Linked DNA regions of Zea mays: region 1 is linked to region 2. The links are chromatin contacts, called in public Hi-C maps. All regions are on one chromosome and are shown on one strand. Each heading gives the region's core, a stretch centred on a gene start, on an enhancer-like site or on the middle of the called end of the contact. The rest is flanking DNA. Distances are from core to core; before and after follow the strand shown. Region 1 holds the start of LOC103650680 (probable LRR receptor-like serine/threonine-protein kinase At1g67720). Region 2 holds the start of LOC103650673 (transcription factor LHW).

What was found. A called contact is a pair of places that touch in the nucleus more often than the background predicts.
Region 1: a contact with region 2 is called in a Hi-C map of root tip, with 4 times the contacts expected there. The contact joins the promoter of LOC103650680 here to the promoter of LOC103650673 in region 2. A contact is called at or near these places in 2 of 25 Hi-C or Micro-C datasets (ear and root tip).

Annotation. Positions count from the first base shown.
Region 1 is chr3:145,519,591-145,522,349 of Zm-B73-REFERENCE-NAM-5.0, forward strand. LOC103650680 (probable LRR receptor-like serine/threonine-protein kinase At1g67720) reads left to right here and starts at 1,278. Exons shown (of 11, transcript XM_008676243.4): 1 at 1,278-1,724; 2 at 1,812-2,759. The coding sequence starts at 1,625.
Region 2 is chr3:144,772,395-144,775,369 of Zm-B73-REFERENCE-NAM-5.0, forward strand. It overlaps LOC103650673 (transcription factor LHW), which reads left to right and starts at 1,384. Exons shown (of 10, transcript XM_008676231.2): 1 at 1,384-2,019; 2 at 2,544-2,690; 3 at 2,813-2,900. The coding sequence starts at 1,928.

The DNA of each region.
Region 1 (2,759 bases), core at 28-2,527, 750 kb after region 2:
AAATTCATCCGGAGTCAAGAGGAATCATAAACATAATTCAGCGCTCATATTCTGTTTTGGTGTTGCGACTTTGTCTGTTGGACCGTTGGGTCGTGTATCGTGTTGGAGCCCATTAGAGGTACATCTAGGGGTTGTGCATGCTCCTAACCTCTATTTTAACAGCAGCCGCCGCCACATTAGGGTTTGGGTTTTGCTTAGATCATATCTGTCATCGAACAATATCGTCGTTCATCGGTTTGTGAGACCCCACCTCGTGATCAATGCAGTTTTGATTGCATTCTTCCTGTTCTTGCTTGCGTTATTGATTACGCTTATAGGGATAAGCCTTCGTGGACCAGAAGGAGTATAAGAGCATGATTGGATCTCTCCTGTACTTGACTACGATGAGGCCAGATATACATTTTGCAGTGTGTCTGTGCGCTCGTTTATAGGCTTTCCCACACACTTTTCATAGATAGACTATGAAAAAGATTATGAGGTACTCGCGCTTTACTCCTGAGTTTGGTTTATGGTACTCTTCTTTTTTTAGTTCTATTTTTGTGCAATTATTCTGATGTTGATTTTGTGGGCTATCGCTTGGAGCACAAGTCTACTTCTAGGACTTATCAGTTTTTGTTGACTTCATTAGTTTTTTGGTCTTCTCGCAAATAGTTAGTGTTGTTCAGTAACAGTAGTAACAGTAGTAATAATAATAATAATAATAATAATAATAATAATAATAATAATAATAATAATAATAATAATAATAATAATAATAATAATAATAATAATATACCATTACTAATTACTAGAACATCTGCCTAGATGTTCTTAATCATGCAAGGTATGCTTTTAAAAGCTGTGCTCGCAAACAGGCAGGCTGATTGTGCATGAGGGGATGTAAAAGGCAGGCGCGGTAGCTTTTCTTTGGTTGGTGTAAGAACGAAGCTAGGTGTACGTAGATCTGCCTGGTGTTGGCGTCGCTGGAATAGCATGAGAAAGAGCAACCGTGGCCGTGCTCCTGCATGTCAAATGCCAATACTGGTTGATGTTACTGGAGTTGGTGGTGGGAGGGTACGGTGGTGGTAGTCATATTCATATGTAGCTTTGCCTTTACGAGTTGATGAATGTGGGCATGGAGATGCATGTGAAATGTGAATGGGCATCATAAAGCACAAAAGGAACCCGCGAATCCGCTAAAGAAAAGAAACATGCTATTGGTGGGCATGCATGATCCCGATCCCAGTCCCAATCCCAATCCCAATCCCAATCCAGCAGTACATTTGCCGGGCATGGTTGAGAGAGGAGCCTATGCACTGTTGGTTTCTGTTGTTGAGTTGCTTGGTCCCCTCCTTTAATTTGGTTTGGCCCCATACATTCATTCAATTGAACCAAGCAGCAGCAGCAGCAGCAGCTTTACTGTTGCTGTGGGCTTTTGCCGTGACCAAATAATATAATCAATCCATGTCCATGGTGATGCTCTGCTACCTTTTGATGCTTTGTTAGGACAGGAGTTAGTGCTGTCTGTGCTCCTCTCATCCCTTCCCCTTGCTTTGCATCGAGTTGAGTACGGTCTCTCACTCACTCACTTCGCCTGTAAGGAAGGAAGAAGGAAGGGATACGATTATTATTGCAATTGAAAGCGATGGCATCAAGCAGCAGCCTCAATCCCTCCTCCTATTCGTGCTTCCTCTTCGTCACCGCCGCCGCCGTCTTCTTCACCGCCTCCGATGCTCAGGTGCCTGGTGAGTTATTGCCTTCAGTGTGGATATCGATCAGTTAGCCCAACTGTGTAGCACAAAACAAAAACAAATACGTAACGTACTCCACAGGATTCGTCAGCATCGACTGCGGCGGCTCCACCAACTACACGGACGAGCTGGGCCTGCAGTGGACGGGCGACGCCGGCTGGTTCCCCTTCGGCCAGACGGCCACCATCTCCGTGCCCTCCGAGAAACGCGCGCAGTACTCCACGCTGCGCTACTTCCCATCACCGTCCGCCAGCAGCAGCAGCAGCAGCAAGCACTGCTACACGCTGCACGTCCGCACCCGCACACGCTACCTCGTCCGCGCCACCTTCCTGTACGGCAACTTCGACAGCAGCAACGTGTTCCCGGAGTTCGATCTTTACCTTGGCGCCTCCCACTGGTCCACCATCGTCATCTACGACGACTCCAAGGTGGTCACCAGGGAGGCCGTCGTCCTCGCCGCCGACCCCGCCCTCAGCGTCTGCCTGTCGTCCACGGGGACGGGGACGCCCTTCATCTCCACGCTGGAGCTCCGGCAGCTGAACGGCTCCCTCTACTACACCGACTACGAGGCGGACGCCTTCCTGGCCCTCTCCGCCAGGATCAACTTCGGCGCGCCCACCGCCGACCCCGTCAGGTACCCGGACGACCCCTACGACAGGATCTGGGAGTCGGACATGGTGAGGAGGGCCAACTACCTGGTGGACGTGGCCGCCGGCACCGTCAACGTCTCCACCGACAGGCCCGTCTTCGTGGCCGGCAGCGAGAGGCCCCCGCAGAAGGTGATGCAGACGGCGGTGGTCGGGTCGCTGGGCGAGCTCACCTATCGCCTCGACCTCCCAGGCTTCCCGGGCAACGGCTGGGCCTTCTCGTACCTGGCTGAGATCGAGGAGTTCTTGGTCCCGGAGACGCGCAAGTTCAAGCTCTACATCCCGGGGCTGGCGGACGTGAGCAAGCCCACGGTGGACATCGGCGAGAACGCGCCGGGCAAGTACCGGCTCTACGAGCCAGGCTTCCCCAACATCTCGCTGC
Region 2 (2,975 bases), core at 134-2,633:
CTAAACGATTGGTTTTAATTCAGAACGAAAAGTAGTGTTTGTGCTCTTGAGAGTTTTATTTTTTATTTAATGACATGCCACATAACTACATAAGCAAACATGATAACATGAAATAAAATTTAATAAAGAGAGATATAAGAAAGTTTTATAGGAGATGCGAGATTTTTATGTGGATGAAACTCTGGATACACTATTACTTATACAAATGTTAATATGACAGCCTTGGAAATATTGTGATGGAAACCGTGCATTGAGAATGTTCTAATATAAGAATAGCAGCACCATCATCCACATTTTGCTCAAACATTTCAAGTCTACCTTTTCTTAGTGAAACTGATGTTTTATATAATAGAGATTTGATGTAGACAGTTTTAGTCTCTTCGATTTTCAAGCCTAAAAACAGATATATTCCACCCTCACTTAAAACTTTAATCCTTTACTTACCACCATGCGTCTCAACTATCTATAAGCCTTCCTAATTGCAGACATGTTCTAAAAACTCTGAATCAGACCATAAACAATTACATGGAATGGCAGGAGATGCAAAGAGTCCATTTTAACGAATGGTGATTTTCTGAAGCCTACTACGAGGATGTTAATTTTGCGAAGACCAGTACCAAATTTCCTGTTTTGTCGGTGTAAAATAGACATGTCAAGTAAAAAAAACTCCTCTTAATGTTGAACGGCACTAAGGGCATATACAACCCCCATTTAATTAAGGGCATATACAACTCCATTTAATATGAGGTCTCTCGAGGGATCTCTAAGGATGGGTTTGGTTGGCGAGTGGAGAAGAATGAAACAGTTTCATTCTAGTTTTTGATGTTTGATTTCCAACAAAAAAAGAGCGAAGCGATTCCTATAGTCTCCATATAAAAATTTACTATAAATAGTTAGAGCGCTCCACCAAAATAGTTGGATGCGAGCGCTCTCTTGGACGCGAACGCTCTCCTCTATACTCATATAACTCTCCAACCAAACAAAGAACAGAACGGCTCCACTCTATTCTACTTTTTAATCAAACAAAAAATAGAGTGATTCCGTTCTACTTGCCAAACGGAGAATAGAACAACTCAATTTTCAAAAACTAGAATGTATCTTCTCTATTTTAATTGACTCTTAACTAAATCTACCTTAAGAGACTAATTAAAAAAAATACAAGCTACATTGATAATTCATGATTTCGTAGTTATATCAAGCAATCTTTTAGCCGTATTTTATATTTAGAAAATCGAACTAGTGCGTTAGACTTCTAACGAATGATGGGGCTTAAACATAGGTATCACGATTTTACCCGTCGTGGAGAGAATGATACGTGCCTCGGGAGTCGGGAAGGAGGAAAAAAGAAGAAAAGAAAACGCCCAAGGGCGAGCACAGCAAAGCAACGAGGAGAAAGCCAAAACAGACTAGTAGACACCCAAACCCGAGAAGAGAAGTGAGAACCCTCCCAAACAAGCCAAAGCCAGCAAAGCCAAAAGGAGGAAGACGCACCAGGACATTGACGAGCCGCAGTCCGCGGCAGCAGGTCCAGCTTCATCCCCCGGAGCCCCAGCACTGGGGTTGGCAGGCAGGCTCGCTCGCCACCGCCGCGTGAAGCGAAGCGCGCGCCCCCGCGGACGCTGACGCTGGGACCCGCCTGCTGGGGGCTGGGAGTGGGCCCGCCCCCCTGATGGGCGCCTGCGCGCCGGCGGCGAGGGGAAGCGTGAGGACGAGGAGCGCCGGCGGGCTCCGCGCGAAGCAGGCCGGGCAAGCGAGCCACCGCGCCGCCTAGTGAGGGCGCTCGCCGCCCGTCTTTGCTTGTTGCCTTGTTGGGTTGCTCGCACGTCCTGTTCCAGTTCCAGGCCAGAGAGAGCGGGGCCCGGGGCTGCAGGCGGCGGCCCGCGGAGGAGCTAGGGTTCTCTCTCCCACTCCCCCCTGCGTCGCCAGGATGGCGGTTGGGGACGCGCTGCGCCGGCTCTGCGAGGAGGTCGGCTGGTCCTACGCCGTCTTCTGGAAGGCCATCGGCGCCGCCGACCCTGTGTAAGCTAATCCCCACCCCTCCTTCCTCCTACTGTTTGTGTTTATCTTTCTCTCCTGTTTTTTTTTTCCTTTGGATCTTATGCTTCTCCTGCAGCCCGATTTGCGAAGAAATCCCATCCCATTCGTTTTCGAAACGTTGTGCATCTTTTCGCTCCCCTGGTCTGGGGTTTGGAGTTTCGCTGCGCATTACGTTTCAGCTAGATTTTCCTGGTAGACAAGCGAAGCGCGCGCGGGAACATTCGGATGGGCATATTCCTGGACATCCTTCCCAATATGGGAGCTCTTTACTAGTGTATGCAACTTTTGGTGCCGCTGTAAATTTTAGTGGCATGAGTACCTACCTACCCACTGAGTTCGCGCTAACGTCTGTGAGTTCTTGGGGGTGTACAAGGGCGGGAAACGGGTGAAATGCGCTTGCATTTCTATGTAAAGCTAATGTGCTGCGCGTTCAGCTTCGTGATGCGATTAGTGCACGAATTCAGCTGTTCTTTGCTGATTTGTGTCTTCTCCTTGGTGACGTGCAGGCATTTGGTGTGGGAGGACGGTTCCTGCGGCCACGCCTCATGCTATACCGGATCTGATGCTCCTGAAGCTGGGTGTGAGCCGGGCACCAGTGTGTGCACGCTTGTTGGGAAGGTTATGGCCTCACAAATTCATGTTATTGGTGAAGGGTAAGCAGGAATTTTGTTTTGCTTGTTACAGTGTTCATAGCTAATAAGTGCTTCGGCGTTGTTGGAGAAGTTCAAACTTTGCTGATGTATGTATGTATGTATGCTGTGCTTGTATTCTTCAGTACCATTGGCCGTGCTGCTTTCACTGGAAATCATCAATGGATTGTCCATGATCCTGCCACTGCCAGTGATCACAATCTCAGACCGGAGGTGCAATTCCTTCTCCCTTCCCTTGTGAACTGATATAAATGTAGCCCAATTTAAGTTTTCCGTGGTCCATTTTGC